2 separate regions of the Mus musculus genome follow, and region 1 is linked to region 2. A link is a contact called in public capture Hi-C data. All regions are on one chromosome and are shown on one strand. Each heading gives the region's core, a stretch centred on a gene start, on an enhancer-like site or on the middle of the called end of the contact. The rest is flanking DNA. Distances are from core to core; before and after follow the strand shown.

The links. Capture Hi-C pulls out chosen DNA fragments and counts their contacts.
Region 1: a capture Hi-C map of embryonic stem cells shows a contact between it and region 2, with 4 times the contacts expected there. The contact joins the promoter of Dchs2 here to the promoter of Npy2r in region 2. A contact is called at or near these places in 1 of 39 promoter capture datasets (liver) and 1 of 9 other capture datasets (embryonic stem cells).

The regions. Positions count from the first base shown.
Region 1 is chr3:83,124,344-83,130,976 of GRCm38.p6, forward strand. It overlaps Dchs2 (dachsous cadherin related 2), which reads left to right and starts at 3,184. Exons shown (of 20, transcript NM_001357165.2): 1 at 3,184-5,599. The coding sequence starts at 3,605. Gm10710 (predicted gene 10710) reads right to left here and starts at 4,903. Exons shown (of 1, transcript NM_001358023.1): 1 at 933-4,903. The coding sequence starts at 3,743. The coding sequence ends at 3,219.
Region 2 is chr3:82,543,895-82,551,161 of GRCm38.p6, forward strand. Npy2r (neuropeptide Y receptor Y2) reads right to left here and starts at 4,191. Exons shown (of 2, transcript NM_008731.3): 1 at 3,943-4,191.

The DNA of each region.
Region 1 (6,633 bases), core at 1,934-4,433, 580 kb after region 2:
CACTATACTGCTATCCGTGGGAAGGCAGAAGACAGTGTACTTAAAGGAAAGGTCAGATAAAAATAACCATCGGAGGGCTCAGTAAGTGACCACAGACCTGAGGGCAGAACTATCCAGGTTCAGGGACCACCGAATCACTCACTGCCTATGTGACTCTGGTCTTGCACTGTATCTGAATCTCAATTTCTTTACCTGCAGAACAGGGCTAATCATTACAAACTTTGTCCCAATGGTCTAGATAGCATTTGATGTTGTAAACTTTTTGTTCCAGCATTTTATAACTATTTGTTCTATTTAATTATCACAGTGCAAAGAACTGTCTTCAGTCAAGGAGGAAGTGATTTTCAGGATGGCCAGCCCATACTGATACCTTGTAACACCAGGGAGGATTTGCCCAAGCCTTTCTAGCTGTGATAGTTTCTGCTCTTCATTGTGGGGGTTTTACATCCTCTTCCTTCAGACACTCTGGGCCCTGAGAAGTGAGAGCTGAGATTACAACTCATCTCCTAGAATGTTTCCCCACATAAAACAAGACCGCAGGCCAGCATCAGGTGATGCAACCCACTCGAATGCCTCTCTTAAAGTTCCCATCATCCTTGTATTGCTCCCACTTAAGAGAACAGAAACTTAGCAAAACTCAATAACTTGCCCTACTTTATAGAGCCAAGTGAAGTTTCACCAGCTGCAAAGATAAAGGGGATTGCCACTCACACCACGATTTTTTCCCTCAAAGGCTCAGACATTGCCTTGTCTCTTTCAGGGCTGTGCAACCACATTACCCAAAGAAGCCCTCTCCTTTTCTTTGGAGAACTGGACTTTCAGTCTAGAAATCTGTTCAAAGCATTCAGGGATGTTACTGAGATGTTACTGGGATTGTGTGTGTGTGTGTGTGTGTGTGTGTGTGTGTTCCAATAATAAAACCAACAGGAAAACAGGTTTCCAAAGCTTTATTTTCCCATTTGTTCAAAACTAAACCTCTGTTAACAAAGTCCGTGTCAGTGCCATGTGCAGGAAGAAGATCCGCTTTTTCTCTTAGTGCCAAGGAAATATTGGACGATGATAGTTTCACATAAGCTGAAAAGGTTCAAAGGAGATTCACAGGATGAGTAAAACCAGCAAGGCAAAGCTGGGACTCAGTACAGTGAAGGACCTCAGGGCCAGTTACTCTTTAGTTGTGGTTTCCAAGTTCCAGTTTAAAAGTTCATCCATTTATCTGCCTATCAGTTATTCCAGCCACTGGATACATACAGTGAAGAGTGATCTACTATTCACCAAACACTCTCTCAGACTCTCTCATGGGGAGTGGGTTAAAGCAGCGCTTTAAGTCTATGAAGAGGGTAAGATTGGAGTAATAGACCAAGCAGATGAACCAAACAAGCTGATCTCAGGTACTTAAAGGCACTTTGAATGAAATAGAATGTGAGGATCTAGGTTTACCCTCCCACTAGAAGGAGGGTAGTCAGGGAGATGTCCCCTCAGTTGGCATCTTACATGAGACCTGAAGGAGAAGGAGCCTGTTTGGGGGGGGGGGCAAAAAGAGATCTAGACAGGGAAGCTCAACAACTCAAAGATTCTTCAATGAGCAGGGAAGAAGAGCAAGGTGGGCAATTTAGGAAGGAGTCTGAAACAAGAAGCTATCATGTAGGTTCTGAATAGGGGTTAAAGGCTTAGTGTTGGCTTTAGAAACAGTCTGAATGCTTGGTGGAGAACCACCTCAGAAGGGACCAGTGGTGGCAGTAGTTGTGGTGCTTTGTAAGACTCCTGATGCCTTTGCATTAAGTTGGAAAGAAGACTCCAAAGGCTCAAGCCTGATCTCCCAAATGCTTAAAGGCACTTGATCGATAAAAGGGAGGCTGACATTATTTTAATAGCATCTCTGGTTACATACAACACTGCCAAGAAAATCATTTGATTATTATTTTTTCAGGGGTACAGGTTGGTGTGGCTGCTAATTAGCAATGGCATGCATAGGCCACTCAATATAAGAAGGCGTTTCACTGGGGTTTCTGGGGAACTGTATGCTGGCCTTTTGGTCTCCCCCTAGCACAGAACAGTATCTAGGAAATTAATTCTTCCTTCTGGCTGAAATGCAAAATTGCAGAAACCTTTTGCTACATATGGCTGGCCGCTCTCAAGAGAGCAGACTCCTCTGGTGGAGCATACTTTATTAGAGGCCATTTGTCAGTTTCCATCTATAGCTGTGGATAGCAGGAGAGAAGCCCGAGACTACACAGGCTGAGGTGAATTGTCTTTGGATTCAACCCTAAGCTACTTTGGAAGAGCTATCAGATCCCTGCAAGGTTCTTCTCATAGGGCTGGAGGTAAAGCCGTGTGCTGGGGCTTATGCCACAAGGTCAATCCGCACATAAATCATCATCATAAAATATGCTGGCAGGTATGATGGCGCTGGATGCCTAAAAAGGTCCGCAAGCTCCATCCATTGTTGTCATCACAGGTGGCAGAGGGGAGTGACAAGACACTAGCACGCTGCTAAATAGTAGCTCGGCATAATAAAGCGTGCCATGTGTGTCACAGATTTTTTCGGGATTTCTGGAAGTTTTCTTTCTCCTTTCTTCTTCTTCTTTTTTTTTTCTCCAAGTTCCGCCTTCCCTGCTTTACAGTCAAACTGGCCCCAGCTGTGCATCTCCTTTTGACTCCATCTGTCCTTCCGCTGAGGAGGTGGGGTTCTCTCGCCAAATAGAGAGCACAAGTTTGTCTCCTTAAAGTGACCATATAACCCCCACCTTACATGGAGCCATGGGCAGGCTCGCTGCAGGGGCTGTTCTGAGGATGGAGAGAGCGAGCTTAGGGGCAAGCTACTGGCCTCTTCCCTAACCCAGTACACTTTGCACGCAAAGCCAAGCCAGACAACCCCATCAGCGTCACTGTCTGGGGCTGCGTGTCCATCCGGCTAGCCGTTTTTTAGTCCTTCTACAGAACCGAGGCTCGCAGGTTGGAATTCATCCCGGTGCGAGCCGCATCACGCACGGGGAGGGGACTAAGGAGTAGGAGGCCCAGTCAGAGGGGGCTCCACGGAGTCCCCAGCGCCGGGAGACGCGGGAGGTGGAGTGGGGTGGGTGGGGGAGCGGCCGCCCCTGTAGCAGTCTGCTGCCCGAGCGGCCCCTCCCACCGTTCCTCCCGCCCCGCGCCCCCTCGGCCTCCCCGCCCTTTCTCCACCCCCTTCCCGGCCGGATCCCCTTCCTCTCCGTGTGCGCGCTTTAAATAATTTCCTCCTTTTTGGCAAAAGAAATAATGCACCTGACTTTACCAGGGGGAAACAGCCAGCCGAGCAGAACAAGGAACAGATGTAAAAGGAATAGAAGAAGAGAGAAAAAGCGATGGGACTCCCTTAAAGACATCCAGAGGCTGGAGAGGTGGCCGCGGAGGCAGAGGCAGCTAGAGCCGCCCCCGCCTGCGTGAGCTGCGGCCAGAGGACGTCTGCACCAGTTGCAGATGCCACCTTGGGAACTCCCGGGTCTTTTCGTTTGTTTGCCAAAGTCTTTTCTTCCCTGGCTTAATACTGAAGAGGCTCCTGGGTTGCTCTGAGATCCCAATACAAGCTGGCAGCTAGCCGGAGCCTTCTTCCTAAAGAGCTGGAGGAGAAATGAGCCCTGCTGGGCGAAGGATGGGTGAAGGGCGTCAGCCGGCTGGGTCACCCCGTGGGCGGCCCCGCGGCGCCGGGGCGCAGAGCTCCCTGCTCCGGCTTTTCGTCCACGCCTGGCTGTGGGCAGCCTCGGGCTCATCTGCCCAGGTGTTCAACCTCAGCCTCTCGGTGGACGAGGGGCTGCCCCCAGACACACTGGTGGGTGACATTCGCGCGGGGTTGCCAGCAGCTCAGCAACAGGATGGGAATGGCTTTTTTCTTTCGGAGGACTCGGATGACTCCCCGCTGCTGGACGACTTCCACGTGCACCCGGACACTGGTATCATCCGCACCGCTCGGCGTCTGGACCGCGAGCGACAGGACCACTATAGCTTCGTGGCCGCCACGCTGTTGGGAGAGGTGGTACAGGTGGAGATCCGCGTCAACGACGTGAACGACCATTCCCCTCGCTTTCCCCGCGACTCCCTGCAGCTGGACGTGTCCGAACTCAGCCCGCCCGGGACAGCGTTCCGCCTGCCAGGAGCCCAGGACCCGGACGCGGGACTGTTCAGCATCCAGGGCTACACTTTGCTGCAAGCTTCTGACATGCCCCAGGATCCCACAGGACCCTTCTTCCAATTGCGCTATGGGACGCCGGGGTTACCGGCGTCGCCTTCCCTGCCGGTGTCCTCATCACCGCTGGAACCCTTAGACTTGGTGCTGCTGCGGCGCTTGGACCGAGAGGCGGCGGCAGCGCACGAGCTGCACATTGAAGCTTGGGACGGTGGCAGCCCTCGGCGCACCGGCCTCCTGCACGTGCAGCTGCGTGTGTTGGATGAGAACGACAACCCGCCAGTTTTCGAGCAGGGCGAGTACCGCGCCACAGTACGTGAGGACGCCCAGCCGGGCTCTGAGGTTTGTCGCGTGCGTGCTACTGATCGCGACTTGGGCCCCAATGGCTTGGTACGCTACAGTATCCGGGAGCGGCAAGTGCCCGTGGCGAGCGCAGGTGGTGGGCCACTGGGCGATCCGGGTTATTTTTCTGTGGAGGAGCTGAGCGGCGTAGTGCGGGTGCAAAGACCTTTAGACCGGGAGGAGCAGGCCTGGCACCAGTTGGTGGTCCAGGCCCGCGACGGGGGCGCCGAGCCAGAGGTAGCCACCGTGCGCGTGTCCATTGACGTGCTGGACGTGAATGACAACCCTCCTGCCATCCACCTGCTCTTCCTCACCGAGGGAGGTGCGGTCCAGGTCTCTGAGGGCGCCCACCCAGGCGACTACGTGGCTCGAGTCTCAGTGTCCGATGCCGACGGTGACCCAGAGAAAGAAGAGGAGGCTGCAGGGGTGCTTGGTGCACGCCTCCTTGGGGCGGGCAGTATAAAGTTGTCCTTGGAAAGTGGGAACGGAGTCTTTGCGCTGCGGCCCGGTGGTCCACCTGGAGTATTTTTCCTTTGCATCGAGGGCCTCTTGGACAGGGAAAGCCAAGATCTATACGAGTTAAGACTAGTGGCCACTGATGCAGGGTCCCCGCCATTGAGCACGGAGGAGTCGCTGTTGCTCTGGGTCTCGGACCTCAATGACCAGCCACCTGTCTTTAGCCAGGAGCATTACTGGGCCTCCGTGTCTGAAGCCGCTGTCCCTGGCACCTCGGTGGTTTGGGTCAGCGCTTTAGATGCTGACCAGGCGGGCACTGATCACGCCAAGCTGCGATATGAGCTAGTGCAACTCTCAGATCCCTGCCAGTCTGAGGCTCTGTCACCCGAGGAAGAGTGTGTGCCATCCTTCAGCATCAATCCCGACAACGGTTTGATCAGCACCATCCGAGCTCTAGACAGAGAGGTCCAGGAGACAGTGGAGCTGAGAGTGGTGGCCCAGGACCTTGGAGAGCCGCCACTTTCTGCCACCTGTCTGGTGACCATTACAGTGGATGATGTGAATGACAATGAGCCCGTTTTCCGGAGGCAGGTGTATAATGTCACTCTCGCGGAGCATGCTGCAGTTGGACATTGCTTTCTGCAGGTGAGGATATCAGGCCTCTGGGTCCCGCTCAAGGCCGAGGATGGATGCTGAGGATGTAAATGTGTCTGGGATAATGTGACATAGGTGCTTGTGCCCCGTTGCAGAAGCAAAGACACCTTCTGCAGACCCTCCAGTGAGAGGCGAGAGAGCTCATTATCTAATCTCCAAAGCTTTGGGTCATGTCTTGGCCCTGTGATCTCTAAGGTCCTTTCTCCATCACAGTATACGTTTTTCTTGGAATTTTCTTCTGGGACCCCAGTTTCCTTCACATTGGATTTCTCCCAAGTCCAGTTGGGAGGCACTACCCATTGCCCCAAAGCAGATCTCAGGCTGTAGGCAATGCCATACACTTTTGAGAACTTTATATGGTGTCTCAGGACTCAGGGTAGCCTTCTCTTTTTCAAACATTGAAACCCTTCTGAGTGACTATCTACCTCCGAAGTCCCTCTTACTCTCTTTCCCACCTGCTTTGGGAGTTTACCAAGGTTATGGATGACATCAAGTCATTGTAGCTATCACGTTTGTGGGCTGAGAGCCTCCAGTGAGGACTTCAGTGCTGGACGGGAGGAGACTCACTCAGTACACCGTGGTTGTCCCAGGGCCTGGGCTTTGCTATTTGACTTGGGTGTGTTCTTGAGAGTTCTTGGGATCCCTCCTGTGCTATCAGAATGCTGTGTTCTGACTTTCAGGCTGTCCATCCTTATCGCTTCTCTTATTCTTACCTGACGTTAGATAAGCACATTTCCAGGACTGACTTAGTCCCTCCAGGATAAACTGAAGAAATAAGGAGGTGAAAGTTGACTGGCTGCTGGACTGAGTTTAGGATTTAATTAGCACCCATGTCTGTGTAGATTTCAGACCTCTGCTCTGAACTCCCGGCTTTACAGTTACAACGCCTGGGCTTTAGCTTTTATAAAGTACACTCCTGGTAACCTTAGATAAGCGAGGCGCTTCTATATTGTAAAAATGGGTTTTCAGTGTTGCTGATATCTTTTTAGCTTTGTAGTTAACAGTACTCTTATCCCTTCTCTAGC
Region 2 (7,267 bases), core at 2,941-5,440:
CCTCCTGTCTCTTATCATCATTGATACTGCACTGGTTTTGTTTGGCTCAGTTTCTAATCATCATTATCCTTAAAGCCATGCATCTTATTTCTAATTTTCCTTCCTCTTCTTTTTCTGCTGCTTTCATTTGTCAGTTCATTAGCCTAACAGGCAAAGCCATGGGCAATTCACCATGGTGGTACTGTATCATTTCCTGGGACACACATTCAACAAGCCTTTGTAAATCTGTATCCTGAAGGGAGACTCCTGCTGGGTGTTAAAACATAAGGCAACGCCTCTTCTAGAGTGCTTAAAATAATATATTTGCTTTGACTATGAATTCCCTGTTAAGTGTATAAAAACACCTAGATTCAATAAACTAGTGATGATACCTAGTGAATACACTCACAAAAGACTTCTGCAGTTAATTCATAAGATCTTTTAATGATGTTTTTAATCAGCCATAAGAGCATCTACTACCATTGGTAGATGAATCACACTTATTGAGCTCACAACCCATGCTGGCTGGCCCCATTGCCCCTGCTCTACTTCCCACCTTTCCTGCCTCTGTCCTATTCTGAACCACTGAGCTGCATAAGACCCTCCCTCACTTTCAGGCTCCCACTTAATCAGGATCCTGGTTGGGTTGAATCAATGCAAGGCACTGGAAGGAGATTACAAAGCAGGAGGCTTGCGGGGAGTTGGCTCAGTGAATAAAGAGCTTGCCCTGCAAGTGGGGAGATATGAAAAGAGCCCATGTACAGCTGGAAGCTTAGTGCACAGCTATAATGCAGCTACTCTGACAGACAGGAGAACTCTCAGAAGCTTATGGGTCAGGCATCCTGGTGGATGTAGAGACCCAGTCTCAAAAAGAATCAAGGTGATGAGTAAAAACCTTGGCCTGAAGTTGTGTCCTCACCCCTGTATGTATGCTATGTCATACCTGCACTTGCACACATGGATGTATGCATACATACATACATATCCTAATAACACATTATATATGCCCTATACACATTCATATATACCTTACACATACATACATACATACATACATACATACATACATGCAAGCATACATACATACATACCCTAAGTACACATCACATATGCCCTACACATACATACATACATACACCACACCTGCACACATACGCACATACACCACACCCATACTAGCACACACTTATACATATGAACATGCATGCACACGTGTACACATAAAGCTACACACATACACACACACACTATACATGTATAAATAAGTTTAAAGAGAAAGCTGCGTGGAGAGAAAGCAAAAGGAAGGAAAAACCAAGGCTTCTCCTTCCTCTCTCTGTACCCTGGGTAGCCTCGGCAGCTCCTCTGTGGCCTTGATTACCACAGGGTAGACCCCTTGTGATGGTTTCCGGTGGATGGAGGTGTTTTGCGGGCCTAGGTTACACTGCCTAACTTTTCTATCTCCCTTAGGTTTAAGGTAGTAACAAGGTGTTATTCTTGTAATCTCAAATTGGCCTAACTTTCAGTCTTCATCCCCCCACCTCTTATATAACCATCTCTGTTCGTGGACTCCTTCGCATCTACAGCCCTGAATGGAATTTTTTGATTCATGATATGCTCAAAACACATCTTAATTTGCTTTCTCACTAAAGTAAACCTCAGCTCCTTACTATGGCACTCAAGGCTTGCCGACATCCCTGCAGACACTCTGTCCTGATTCTCCTTGACATCTCAATACACATCTGCTGCTCTGTCATACTGAATGGCTACCAAGTTGAGAACACCCCAGGCTTCCCCATGTGGTGAACTGAGGACTCTGCCGTTCTTCCGGTCATTCAGAAGGTTCATTCTCCCTTTAATCACTGCCCACAGTGTGACTGTTCCAGTTTACCAACCTAGGACAGCCATCTCTAAAGACCTTTTGTTTAATCTCACAGTGCACCCTCTGGTACAGTAAAGCTACTCAATTATTGGACAAAACCAATACAAAGCTAAAGGAGAATACAATTTTATTAATAACTACTGCCACCTTTTTAATACAAAGTATAATTTCAATTCCCTTCTTGAATAAATGTAAAAACACAAAGGATTCCTTGCCTTGCTATAGCAGCCTCAGGTTTGTTTGCTTGTTCTTAGTCTGGTACTTGCTACTTGCTTCTTCAAGAAGGTTGCCCTAAGACCCTATTAAATCAGTTCCTGATTACAACCTCTGAAATCGCCTGTCAGTATGCTCCACATAGAATTCTTTTTCTCAAATGCTCATATCTCCCCTGCCCCTGCGCTACACACACACACACACACACACACACACACACACACACACACACACTCACACACACACTTCTAGGGGCCTGGGAACTTTCTGTGTGTTTTCCTTTGTTGCTATACTGGTCCATTCTATACAAGTCAACATAGATTTCAAACAGAACGTTCCAGGGATACCAGCCCCACTGCCCATTATGAAAACATGGCATTTGAACCCTGGCCCCTTTGATTGGCTGTCCCATTTTCCCTAAGCTAAGAGACTGACTTCATGGAGCAGTTACTCAGACCATCCACGGCAACCAGAGTTGAGCAGACTTGCAAAAGTTGCACCCACGAGCTGAGTGTAAGCACAGATTTAAGGGCACTGGGAAGAGAAGCGCATTTGATTTATTGACTACTTCCTTTTTTTTCTTTTCAATCACATTTTCTTCCCTCTGAAATCCTTTCGCTGGAGTCTTACAGCTCCTCTGCAGGAATGGCTATCGATCTGCAAGCTATTACCCTGTGAACACTCTGAGCTGCATGCAGGCACAGTACTAGCCCTGGGCTGGGCAAAGCACTACCCAGGACACAGAATGTATCATTCACAACAGCACTTCTGGAAAAGTAGGAGAGTGAAAGAGAACGTGAGGGTAGACACTGCCACGCGTGACACTCCTGAGGCCCCCAGTCAAACCAGAAAGAGGCAAGGGGGAGAGCCTTTCCTTGAAACAAGGCAAAATGAGACATTCAGGTTATTCAAGAAATTCAAAACTCTGAATAGCGCTGTTCTCTTGAACAGGTGCCCCTTGACTGAGTTTATTACAGAAGCAGTCAGTGTAGAAAGGGAAATGATGCTTTTTTCCTTCTGACGCTCTAGGTGCTTTCTTTAATAAGCCAGAAACCTTCTCCTGCTTTAACTACATGCTGAAATCACTGGAATTGCAAGTTATTTCTGAGATAGAGTCACTCCAGGTGGGCAAAGTGTGACATCCCTGTCTAGCCCTCCTTCCAGTATTGTTTTCCCAGGGAAAACCCCCAAGTTCCATGCTACAAACTATAGTTGCCTGCACCTGTTGGATCTCCTGTGAGGGGAGATGCGGTCTTTAACACTGCAACATACAGGGCATTATTGTTTGCCTAAGTAGAGATGGATGGATCATCTGAAAAGTCAGCGAATGCTTCTCTTTCCTGTATTTGTGCTTCCTGTCTTTGACAGTAGTGTAGTCTCTTAAATGACACTGGGATTTTAATGACTAGTCTCTACTAAGAATGACATTTAAATATTACTGCCCCACCACCACCACCACCATGCCACACAACCACAGACTTCTACTAGTAGGTGACCCCATCTTGGGGAAATGAATGGAAGCCTAAATAAATCTCTATTTTTGAACAGCCTTAGAAAACCCTACATGATCTTGCACTTCAGAAAGTGCTTGAGTTTTAAAGAGGGGGCAAAGTCATATCTTACTGTCTCATACTGTAGCGCTCAATCAAGGAACAGTCTATAACCTTCAGCAGAAAAGAAAAAGTCCAGCAAAAGAAGAAAAGCGAAGTGGTACTAGCCCACCTAGTTCCAGTGTTCCACTTAATGCCTGGAGGGGTGGGCGGCTCCCCTTCGGAACACATCCCCATGCCCTCTTACCCCTGACAGGACCCGGGGCTCCTCTAGGGCTGTTCATGATCTCAGAAGGAGAACTGGAGTTTGAACTTACTTACTGTATTGACTCTTGCGCGTTCCTTCTCAGATGAGGAATCCAGGAATTTCAAGCAAGGGATTATCTAAACAGCCAGTCTGGAGACAGTCCTGGGAGGCACCCAAAGCAGGTCCGATTTGGTGTGAGCCAGCAAGTGAGATCAGAAGCAGGAGCGGCAAAGCGGAACAGCTGCAATGCTGTGCCTGCTCGGCTTCTCGGTGGACCTCTAAAGCCACTCGATCAGGGACCCCGCACTGCACAGCTCAGAGCCCCGGGTAGGAGTGGGTGGGGAGGGAGGAGGATCGGAGATAGAAGTGGAGAGAAACGCCGCCCTGGAAGGAAAGGACACAGGTAGGGGAACTGCGGAGCGAGGGAGTGAGGCAGATAAGTTCCCCGTAGTCAGAGACTGGAGATTAGTGTCCTCCAACCTTAGTTGCACGCTATGCAGCGTAGCGCCTCATCGTTCCTCGCCACCACTCCCTGCAGCTGCTATTCACTCCACTTAGGAGTTCACCTAATCTGCAGAGAAAAGTGCAGGGCAGTGGCGAACCCCGATGCAGGGAGGGAGCTGTGGTCCCTGGCTATGTGAACAGCGACAGACACCTCAGGCTTGCGGGTGTGGGCTGGAGAGAGGTTCCACACTTGGGGTGGAGGGGCAGAATCCCACTCTGGGCTAGGAGTTTCCTTGTGTAAAAACCAAGGAGGAGAACGAACTCCTCGCAGAAGCTGGATCCCAAGGACAAACAGCCAGCGCGCCCTGCCACACAGCGCAGGCACAGGAACTGTGGTTAACACGAGTCCAGTGCCTGGGGGACGGGAGCAGCAAAGCCCTTAACAGGTGTCCCTGGAACCCTGCGCCTTCAGATCACAAGCCCAGGTGTCCCAGCGGAACACTGGCAAAACTGTCCCTCGGGAAGAACGTAGAGAACAGCAGTGGGTCGTAAAACAGTCTTTCTTTGTCCAATTAGTTGACTTCAAAATTCTTCGCCTTTAGTTCTTGCACCATTCGAGATTTCGAGAGAGCAGGGAGACCATGCCTCGGGAAATGTTCCTCAGGAGTGAAGCCCGAAGGCTGAAAGAGGACATGCAGGACTTTCAGTCACGCTAGAGGGCTGTTTCAACCTTACCCTGCAAACTCTTCATTCACCAGCAGTCTTTCCAGAGGTTTGCTACAAGTCTCTTTTCCTTCAGATTTTAAAGGGGGCAGTAGAGACTTGAAAGCCAGGAAGCCAGGCTTGTCTTAACCACCGTGTCTCTCAGAGCTGCACAAGTCACCTCGCTGCATTGGATCACTCTTCTTGTTGTTTTCTTTTCTTTCTTTCTTTTTTAATTTATAAAATAAGGATGGCCACATTAGTTCTCAGAATGTCTCTGAAGGATACAAAACAATGATTCGATTTAGATTAGGTGTCTCGAAAAAAAAAAGTTATACTTAACCTATTTTTAAAAGACAAGTACTCCCCCACGTAGTAATAATTACTCCTTTATTGGGAAATGGATTTTCAGTCCCGTGGCCACTGAAAGTCACACACCCTAATTATAGGTCATAAGAAGTATAGAATCTGATATCAATCTTCAATTCATGTGACATCATGCTAAAGAAGCTACCTATAAAACAGTGTTTCGTGGGCCTTTCAATTACCAGTACATAAAAGGCAGCAGGCCTGCGAGAAGCCATGATGTTTTACACACTCTGCTTAAAGTCCTTTTTGTAAGCATTTTTTTGGTTTAGGGAAGTATCTCTTGTTCGCACATATGCTTTCAGTTGAACAGATTCCTTTTTTAAAAAAGAGACACTGGGGAATGAGTAACTCCTGTGGCCTCACAAGAGCTGGGAATTGCTCTGCCTCTGAGCTTCAGATTCATACTTTTTTTCTGTTTTTGGTTTTTTTGCTTTGTTTGAGGACTGCATCTTACTAAGTTGCCCAGGCTGACCCAGTGTTCTCTATGTAGCCCAGGCAGGCCTTGAACCTACTTAACCTCCCTAGGAGTCAGTGTTGCAGGCAGCACCATCAGGTTCAGCTCTCTGTGCTTCTTAATATTGGGACGGTGAAGGAAGGACTCTGTGTGTCTAACAAGTTCAACTTTTGAAAACTGACATAGAAGCAAATGACCAAAACAAATCTGATGAGCAGGGTTGCTGAACATAATAGTTTTGGAGGATTTTAACCTATTTTTCAAGCAGTGATTGCACAAAACACTCTTCTCTCATAGCAATGATTAACAAAGGCTTCTAAGCGGCCCTTTCTGAAAACTGAACTCACTTCCTTATAGGCATGCCAGCGTCTTAAATGATTCACATGCTCCATACCCCTCTGATCTGTAACTCCAATAATAACAAAGAACACAGGACTTAAGTCTTTCAATAAAGTACAGATTGGATGAGAAGCTGATCTGGGAGGTGAAAGTCCTTCCACCGTGCAGCACACTATCGACATAGCTATGCCAACTTATGACACTGCACAGTCCGGTTCTAAGGAAAGGCCTTTAAGGCACACATGTTACAAGCTATAGGAACAATGAACAGCTCTGAGGAAGGACCCTCAGCCTGTGAAGCTGCTGAATTAATGATAGTCTAAATGGAAACAGGACAAGATTATCAAACCAGATTCCTCTCTTGATGAGTAGTTCAGTTCTTTGGGCAATTCCATACCTTTCCAGAATAGATGCCAACTCTTCTACAGATAGGGAGAAGATAGAAACCCCCAAATGCCTACATAAGTAGAGCCAGCAGTAGCTGTGTGCTCCCAGGCTAGGTCGAGGAAGAAAGCAGAAAGTGGTAAGAATGTACACAGCCTAAGAAATACATAGCACATAAAGGAACTGAAGAAATACATAGCACACAAAGGAACTGAAGGCAGAGGCCTGTTCTCAGGTTCCAATAAGATGACCTACAAAAACTACATTTAATATGGTTAGATCTCTCTCTCTCTCTCTTTTTTTTTTAAAGAAACAAAACTTGTATTCTTAAAAACTTAGACCAGTGAGACGGCTCAGTAGGTTATGCAGGTATCACCAAACCTAACAACCTGAGTTAGACCCCTGAGGCCCCTCATAGTGGAAGGAGAGAATCTGTCCCTACACATTACCACTTAACTCCATATACCCCCCAAACACACACACACACACACACACACACACACACACACACACACACATGCACACATACACAAACACACATGCACACACACATACACATGCACACATGCACACACCTTCATATGCACACTTATACACATGCTCTGTACACACATACTCTGCACACATAGCTACAGACACCACACATGTAGACACACACACACCCATACATACCCTACACACACTTGTGCAAATGTAATAAAGCATCT